2 separate regions of the Ovis aries genome follow, and region 2 is linked to region 1. A link is a contact called in public Hi-C data. All regions are on one chromosome and are shown on one strand. Each heading gives the region's core, a stretch centred on a gene start, on an enhancer-like site or on the middle of the called end of the contact. The rest is flanking DNA. Distances are from core to core; before and after follow the strand shown. Region 1 has its middle 29 kb from the start of CDC25A. Region 2 overlaps MAP4 (microtubule associated protein 4).

Evidence for each region. Hi-C and Micro-C count contacts between places; a contact is called where the count stands out from the background.
Region 2: a contact with region 1 is called in a Hi-C map of hypothalamus, with 5 times the contacts expected there. The contact joins two enhancer-like sites. A contact is called at or near these places in 7 of 16 Hi-C or Micro-C datasets (blood, hypothalamus, liver and 3 more).

What each region holds. Positions count from the first base shown.
Region 1 is chr19:51,724,777-51,729,249 of ARS-UI_Ramb_v3.0, reverse strand. No RefSeq gene overlaps it. Among named protein-coding and RNA genes, the nearest start is that of CDC25A, 29 kb to the right of the region's middle. Within about 2 kb of position 2,034, at least 24 of the 54 cell types and tissues checked have an H3K27ac peak or open chromatin away from gene starts, as enhancers often do. A contact at or near this core is called in hypothalamus, where this site is marked.
Region 2 is chr19:51,911,606-51,916,078 of ARS-UI_Ramb_v3.0, reverse strand. The region is part of intron 11 of MAP4 (microtubule associated protein 4); the gene reads right to left. Among named protein-coding and RNA genes, the nearest start is that of DHX30, 39 kb to the left of the region's middle. Within about 2 kb of position 2,103, at least 21 of the 54 cell types and tissues checked have an H3K27ac peak or open chromatin away from gene starts, as enhancers often do. A contact at or near this core is called in hypothalamus, where this site is marked.

The DNA of each region.
Region 1 (4,473 bases), core at 785-3,284:
TTCTACCTCTTTCCTACTCTCCTCATCAGTATAAGCACGATAACCATCTGTCTTACTGTTACATTCTAAAGAATTTTCTGGAATATTTCTCCAGTGCATTGTCTCTTCAGCTGGGTCTAATCTGTAATTTAACTCATCAATTGAGTTTTAAATTTCAATAATTATATTGTTCATTTTTACAAGGCTAAATGAATTCTCTGGAAAAGAGGGGCATTCCTCAGGGATGTCAGCAGAGGTGAGAACAGGGTCACAAGAAAGGGAGAGGAGTCCTGGGTCAGAGGGGTGGGGGTGCTGTCCAAGCCCATTCTTTATTAGATAAGACCTGCTGCCAATTTCATGGATGCCTAGTGTGTGAGAGCATCCAGGGGTGCCAGGCGGGAGGGGACCAGGAAGACCCAGCCTAGGGTGTGTGGATTTGAACCTCCCCATTTTTAACCCAAGGTCTCAAAAGACTTCGCGATTCTGGTCCATTGGACTGTCAAGTTAATGCAGGTAATCTTGGAAACAGTGGTAACAAGACAGAACTGGAACAAGCTTCTGGCTCTTATGGGCTTCCCTTGTGGCTCAGCTGGTAAAGAATCCGCCTGCAATGTGGAAGACCTGGCTTCGACCCCTGGGTTGGGAAGATCCCCTGGAGAAGGGAAAGAAAGGCTACCCGCTCCAGTATTCTGGCCTGGAAAATTCCATGGACTGTACAGTCCATGGGGGTCACAAAGAGTCAGACACGACTGAGTGACTTTCACTTTGGCTAATTATAGACCACTGCAAAGTGTGACCCTCTTGGCTTGGCTTTTGTTGAATTTGAAGATCCTGGAGGTGCAGATGATGCTGTCTGAGAGCTAGACAGAACACTGTGGCTGCCAAGGAAGAGCGGAGCTCTCAAATGGTGAAAAGAGAAGCAGAAATCATGGCCCACCTCCTTCTTGGGGTTGTTGCCCTCCAGATGATTACGGGAGGAGTCCTTCATCTCCATGCACATCTCCAAGATGGAGATGCTTCTTCTGCAGCCAGAGCAGGTCCCTTTCTAGAGACAGAAGAGAGAGATCACTGTCTCAGGAGAGAAATCACAAGCTGTCTGGTTCTTTCTAGATCTTTCTAGACCTAGCAGGTCTAGGTCAAATGAAAGGAAATAGACCTCTGAAGTCCAGAAAGGCACACAGCTAGTTAGGGGCAGAGCCAGGATTGAAACATAGATCTTCTTATTTCTTGGTTAGGGCCTAGCATTTGGTCAGGACCACCCAAGAGGGAAGGGATTAGATACTGAAGACTGAGATGGATTCTGGTCCGTGTCATCCAAAATAAACTACAATGAAGTATAGAGAGACCTAACAAAGATCAGTTGTTCTTCCATGACTACTTTGACGTATTTATTGAAAAAGTATACACTGATAACCCACCTGAATCCTCTTTTTGTTTCCCCTTTTGGTGTCCCTGCTTTGTGGTACACGAAGCATACTTTCAAACTAGGCTACTAGGAATTGCAGGCTGAAAAGGGAGCCACAGCTTTGCCTGCACTGGAGCAGAGAGGACGGTCTTGAATGCAGCTGGAAGCCAGGGAGCGGTGGGGGGCTCCTGGAGACCCGCAGCTCCTCCCAGTCGCTGATTCCGGGAAGAGCGGCTGGAAGGCAGATGCTTGAGGAGGTTAACTTTGGGGCACCGTCGCCACCTGGTGGCGTAGCCTGGTTATTGCCGCGATCGCGCCTACAAGCCCAGAGAAAGGAGAGAACAAAGGAAATGTGGGCGGAGGCGCCAGGCTGGGGGATTTGACTTTGCCGCAAGAATTGCTGAACCCCCTTGTCCATCCCTGGAAGGTGCTAGCCTCCGAAGAGCTGATCTCTTGGTTCTCAGAGTGTGCAAACAGGGAGCCCTGGGCCTTACACGACTTCCAGGCGTCATCACATGGAAATTAGAAAGACCACAGTCTTGAGGTCTTAGAATCACCAAGGTAATCCCCACCCCCCATCCCTGCCGCTAGGTCACTGCCCGAGATCACCCAGCTCCAGTAGCTGTTCCCGCCTCCGCCTCCGCCCCCGCCCAATGTGGGCAGCCTTTGTTCACCAAAGTCTCAGCGACATTCCGGCCCCAGGCGGCGGAGTTTACATCTCTGTGGCCCTCCCTTGGGGGCACTGGGCCTTCGGACCCACGCCCTCTCCCCCCCTCTCCCCGCTGGAGCTGACCTCCCTCCCGCCTCCTGCTCCCCTTCTCTCGGGTCTCCGCCGCCACAGAGACCTCTGTCCTACACCAGTCCTTTCAACTGCCGTTTGCACATCTGGGACAAGTTGCTGTCCCCAGTGTGGATACTTCTCCGGGGCAATCCCCTCGCGTTCACCCCCTGACCACCCAGAATCTGTACAGTCCACTGTCTTAACCCGCCCTGTCCACGTAGGCGGTGCTCAGCACTGCTGTTTCCTCGTACATTTTCTTTCGAAATAACATCATACTTCGAGAAAAGTCGCAAAAATAGTACAAAGAAGTCCCTTACCCGCTTTGGTGGTGATTAAGTCTCTAAGTCATGTCCGACTCTTGGGACCCCATGGACTGTAGCCCATCAGGCTCCTCTGTCCTTGGGATTTTCCAGGCAAGAATGCTGAAATGTGTTGACATTTCCTTCGCCAGGGGATATTCCGGACCCAGGAATCGAACCCGGGTCTCCTGCATTGCAGGCGGATTCCTGCATTGCAGGCAGATTCTTTACCGACTGTGGAGGTACCACTGAGCTGCAGGAGAAGCCCTACCCTCCTTACTGAGAGTTATTTATTTTTAACATTTGCCCCATTTGCTTTCTTATCCTTTGTTTCCATCACACACACACACACACACTCTTAGTTAGAGTTTATTAAACCATCTGGAAGTAGGTTACATCATAGTCCTTAACCTTCAGTGTCATTTCCTAAAAATAAGGATATCCTTATATAATTATAAAATTCAGAAAATGTAACATTGAGACAATATTTTAACCTAATTAATACTGTGTATTTCAGCTTGGATAATTGTCCCCAAAATGTCCTGTCTAGCACTTTTTGTTTCTGTTTTGTCCCAGACTCAATTCAGGTTCACATATTTCATTTACTTGTCATGTCTCGAGTCTCCTTAATCTGAAAAGTTAGCCTCTATTGTGTGTGACACTGATATTTATGAGGGATACAGGTCAGTAATTTTATAAAGTTCCTCAGTGCACATACTTCCTTTCCTCCTGTATTTTTTGCTCTAAGTGCCAAAGGTCTTCCCAGTGACCTTTGTGAAAGGCACTCAGTCGGTCTCTTACCCCATGGAATAGTCCATGGAATTCTCCAGGTCAGAATACTGGAGTGGGTAGCTGTTTCCTTCTCCAGGGGATCTTCCTGACCCAGGAATTGAACCGGGGTCTCTTGCATTGCAGGCGGATTCTTTACCAGCTGAGCCACCAGGGAGGCCCAAGGTGATGCTAGTGGTAAAGAACCCACCTGCCAGAGCAGGCAGACCTGAGACACGGGTTTGATCCCTGGGTTGGGAAGGCCCCCTGGAGGAGGGCGTGGCAACCCACTCCAGGATTCTTGCCTGGGAAATCCCATGGACAGAGGAGCCTGGCGGGCTACAGTGCATAGGGTTGCGGAGTCGCACACATGCCAAGGGTCTACCCAGTTCCTCAGTTTAGGAGTGAGGGCCCCCCCTCCCCCGCCAGCCTCACCAGATCCTCACGCCTACTGCCCTTCTCTCCAGTGCCCTTATCTCTCCTCACCAGCCAGCCAGCCTCTGCTCTGCCCTCAGCGACTGGACTGCTTCTCACAAGCTGGTTGTTTAAAGTGTTGTCCTGCAGCATCAGGAGCGCTTGTTAGAAATGCAGACTTTAGGCCCCAGCCCTACGGAGTCAGAATCCTTTTAACCTGTTCCTCTTGCGTTTCTTTGAGAAGTCCTGCTCTGACATCCCTGAAGCAGAGCCCCCAGCTCCACATTGAAGGAATGTCCCTCTTCACTGCCCCTGACCCCTAGACCTCGTTCTTGCCTCCCTACGTTCAATGAATGCATGCTGTCACCTTTGTGGCATTTAGTTATTCCTGGGATGCCCTCTCCTGAGACTTCAAGATGAGGCTTAAAGGTCACCTCTTGTATGCTTCCTATCACTCCTCTTGGGTGCCATTTCCTCTGAACCTGTCTTTTATTGTAGCTTCTGTTATACCCAAGTGTTACTCCCAAAGGCTCCTGATCTTTAAGTGACTATTCCATTCATTAGTCAGTGAGCTTTCTGAAGGCGAACCTGCATCGTATCCACCTCCTTATCTCCAGGGCCTGGCACAATTCGAATGTCTGTTGAATGAGCACATAATAGAAACAGCTCTTTGTGGGTTTCCCTGGTGGCCCAGTGGCTTAGAATCCGCTTTGACAATGCAGGGCACGCGGGTTTGATCCCGGGCCCAGGAAGACCCCACGTTTCTAGGTAACTAAGCCCACGCATCGCAGCTGTTCAGCCTAAGTGCCCTAGAGCCCATGCTCCGC
Region 2 (4,473 bases), core at 854-3,353, 190 kb before region 1:
AAAGGGGGCATGTTTGTGTGTACATGGGGGCTTGTGTAGCTCCAAGCCACTCATCTGTGTCGTAACCCCAGAATTTCTCTCTGGGCAGAAAGAGGGCTTTTGGCGGGTCAGGGTTACATGCGTATGGCTGGTGGCTACCCTTCTCCCACGCAGGTATGACCGTGGTGGCTTTACGGAGGGGCTGATGGAAGGCGCAACAGTAACTTAGTCTGGGCTGTTTACCCTCATCTTCCCACCTGGAAACATCTCCACAGGCAGTTTCCTAAAGCTCTGCTGTTTAAGGAAGCCTCCTAAAATGAAACACTTGAAAAAAGTGCATTCCCTGGCCAAAATAATCCTGTTTGAAGTCATGTGCAGGCAGTGTGGGAAGACCATAGTAGGTGAGAGATAAATGAGGACTATTTCCAGAGCTCTGACATATACCACACAACATATACTAACACATTTCTATTTCACACATACATACACACACACAAACAACCCAATTCCCTCACTGTTCACATTCTGTTTTTGCATCTAGGCCAAAAGCCTGAGAGGAAAAGCTAGAGCCGGTGCCCACTGGGCCCCTCACAGGCTGGATCTTTATCACCTTATCTAGGTGCTGCCTTTACACCTTTCCTATCTCAATCTTCCCACACCAGCATGGCCAGTGTCTGGCCAACTTCCAAGTTAGCCCAGCACCGTCCACCTGAGTGCCAAACCATGCCAGGAACAGCCATCGGTGGGGAGATGCCCAGGAAGGACATGAAGCAGGGGAGTCATGTAGGGGGAAAAAACAGGTGCTCTATGTTTGCACCATCATAGCAGAACTGTGCGGCGGGGGCCTCTGTAACCCATGGGCAGGATGGCATGACCACTGAGACGGCAGAGGATGGAGCCTAACAATGAAGAGGGTAAGCAGAGTGGGACTTAATTCAGGTCACAGCGGCAAGGAGAAGGAACTGAATGAACAAGGGAGACCAGGACAGGCAGCTCTCCTCCAGGAGCGGGAGCGAAGCAAGGGGAGCAGCCGTGAGGGCAGAGCCCGCCCGCTGCGGTCTGCCACAGGGGCATGGAAAACGCACAGGGCCTTCTCCACGTGCTGGACGGCAATGGTGGCCAGCGCAGTCCCTCCCAGGAGCGCCCTCTGAGCTCTAGATACGTGTGTCCCCAACACAGACCCTAAGGGTGGCACAGAGCAGCACCATGACAGACAGGATATCTGAATGGGACAGGGAGGGAGAGGAAAATAAAAGGGAACTGGAGGAGAAAGGGGTAGAAAAGGGCAGCAGTGAGGGAAGGAGAGCAGAAAGAAGAGAGGGAGGAGGCGGCAGAGAGAGGAGGAGAAAGAGGAAGCAGGAAAAAGAGAGCAGACCCATGAAAATGAAGGGAAGGCCCAGGAGACGGGGAGGGCCTGGCCACGAACTGCCTGCTCTAGACCAGCAAGGGCTCCAGGACGGGCTCTGGAGGAGTCCTGATGTCTGTCTCCAGGTCAGAACCAATGCATCCCCGGGGCCGACCTGAGACAGACGGCGGGCCAGCTGCTGACCGCATCCCTCAGAACAGGTCTCTGACAGCAAGGCCTCCCACCCACAGGGGCGAAAAGATGCCAAGTGGGTGTCACTGAGCTGTCACTCAGGGGCTCACCAGGGACACCCAGTCTGAACTGATGTGAGCATCAGGGTCTCCCCGAATCCATTCACCCACCAGTGAGGGGGTGGCCCTCTCCCCAGTGCGCCCCATGGGGGGCTTGGCCTCAGACACCAGTGGCCCCGAGCGCATACTTACATTACCACCTCCAGGGACATGCTTAATATTGTCCTTGGAACCACACTTGGACTGAATATGGCTGTAGCTCACTTTTTTGGAGACTATCTGGACCTGGAGTGTTAGAGAACAGAAAAAAAAAAAAAAAAAAAACAACACAAAGGGAGAGGGCTGGTTAGAACCGACGTGGGGCAGGCAGTGAGTCCACACGTGACCATGACGAGCGGCAGATGGTGCTGTTAAAGCCCTACCTCCAGCGGAACAGCTGTGGAAAAGCGCAGGGCAGGGGGCGGGAAGGAGCAGGAAAGAGTGAAAACACGAACAAACAACACAAAGACAGCAGATGTCGCCAGAGTGCTACACGGACATCCTCACCACTCCCGGGGCCAGCTGCTGTCCACAGGGTCCAGACAGCAGTGGCCTCAATCCCCATCCACCACAGCCCACCCGCATCTGTTCTGTCCCCGAGGCTCCTCTCCGCAAGAGTCCTGCTCATCTGGACCCATCCTCACCCAAGGACGGCAGTTCCCTGAAATCTAGGGTCTGGAATCGCTGCAGAAAGACCTGCTCTGGGAAAGCAAAGGCTGCACGGAGAAGCCTGGGGCAGCTGGCTCACAACTCAGATCTGATGCTGCCAGGAAGAAGGACAGCAGAGGCTGCGGGACCTGCGATGCAGAGCCCTGGGCACCAGGGGGCACCACCACAGCCACTGCTACACGACCACGGTGAGCCCGTTTCTCTCAGGGCTGAAGAAAGGATGCTGCAATTGCAGTTAAGCTCTGGTCTTTTTCGATGCCAGGGTAAAACCTCTCCCACGGTCCTCCAGATGCCCAACCTTCTGTGTCCTGTGAGTTTCACGTGCAAAGGGACCAGGTTCTGGGCAGGGCTGCAGTGAGGCACAACTGGAGGGCACGCCCACTGCTGTACACGAACGCTCCACTTGAACAGAGCAACATGAAGGCCCAGGCTCCAAGTGGGACAAAGAATTCTTTTTGAGGCTTCTCAAGAAGGAACAGTTGCCAGCTTCCTTCCTTTCCTTCCTTAGAGCCCATCCCAAGTGACGCAGCCCCTAAACTGGAGAGTTCTCCACAAAGTAGAGAAATCTACCCTGAGATACTCCAACTGTTTCTTGCCTTCTTAACAACATCAGTGATAAAACCACTTTCCTAATGAACCGGGTCTGAACCAGAGGCCTGTTCAGGACCTCTGGGAGGCCCCGGGAACCATGGCACAGCATTCCGCGCCTGCCAACCACATAGAGTCCTTGGCCTGAACCCTCCCATCCTGGTCCCTCAGGGCTGGAACTCAGGCTTCTCTGGCAGCCCCTGACCACCCATCTGCCACAGAGAAGGGCAGAAGGTTCCCAGGGCAAGAGGAGGGTCCTGGCTCCAGGGTGTGGAGGCAAGGGGAAAGAACCTAGCACCTCTACTCACCTCTGCTGTCCACGTAATGCTGCAATCCCTATGCCAAGTGTGTTTTCTACTGGGAAATGGGAATGAGGATGCTAACTTTCAGTTCAGAGGTCCTGGGGGAACCAGGGAAGCTAATTTCACACCCAGCGGTGTGGAGAGGGGCCTTCAGCTGAAATTGAAGCACGGGACTCCAGGGTTCCTGGTGCTGGACGGTTGCCAGTGCTGTGTCTTACTGAGGAAGACGGTGGATGCTATGGGCGTAACAGGTAGGTTTCAGATCAAGGTCAGTGTGAAGGACGTGACTGAAAGTCTTTGCATCCATTTTATCCGCCTGAATAAATATCCCCTAAAGGGCTAATGGGCTCCCAGCTCTGTTAACTTTCAAGGTTATTAGAGAAAATTTTCTGATGCCTGAGTCATCAAACACAGAGGAGGGAACACGGGGAGGAGTAGAAACTAGTTAGGGATAGGGAAAAGGTGCAAAAGAAGGGAAAGTGACTCAGGCTGGAAGAAACAGTTGACCGTCTTTTACCTTCAAGAGGTAAAAGTCTAAATAAAACTCACTTTCCCCGTAGGCGGTTTCTGTGCATTGCCAATTGGGCCGGCTGCTTTAGTGACTGCGTTAGGTTCAGGCTTTCGAGCTGGAGCAGCTGCCTCTGTTTTTTTCTCTACTTTGGCCTGGATGGAGATAAAGGGAGGGCAAATTTCAAACCAAGAGGATAACAGCCCAAATGCTATGAAGGGAAGAAGGCTGAGGGGGACTTGAATCCAGGCCAGGCCACCATGCAGAAGCAGGTCACCCTTGCTCCTAGAAAGAAAACGACCATTTGCCAGGGCAGACCAAGCTGGAAGGAGAGGGGTTGCAAAACAGTCTTGAGATACAAGGAAGAGATCAAGACACCATTCGTGGAGAAGAGGCAGGAAGAAGGGATAAATATGAGCGTGTGCCACGGGTTTCAAATCACAGTCCACCCCTGCCCTGGGCCCCATGTTCTGATGCGCTCCAAGCAAGCTGCCGTGCTCACAGGAAGCCGGTGTTGATGATGGGAAGTGTCACACCCTCAGGTACGTTGGCACAGAAAATACTTTCATCACCAGACTGAGTTATTCAACTCCCCACCAAGACCTGTAGCAAGTTTTGCGCGATGTACGCGTAAGAAGAGCACAGAAGTGGGGAAGGCCATCAACACACAGCGCAACACCTGGCTGTGTACACCAGAGCTACACTCTTGGCACAAGCAACCTTTAGGCCCTCATCCCATCTTCCATAAACATCCTCCAGCAGAACAAGGATTCTGTCTCATTTTGGACCCTC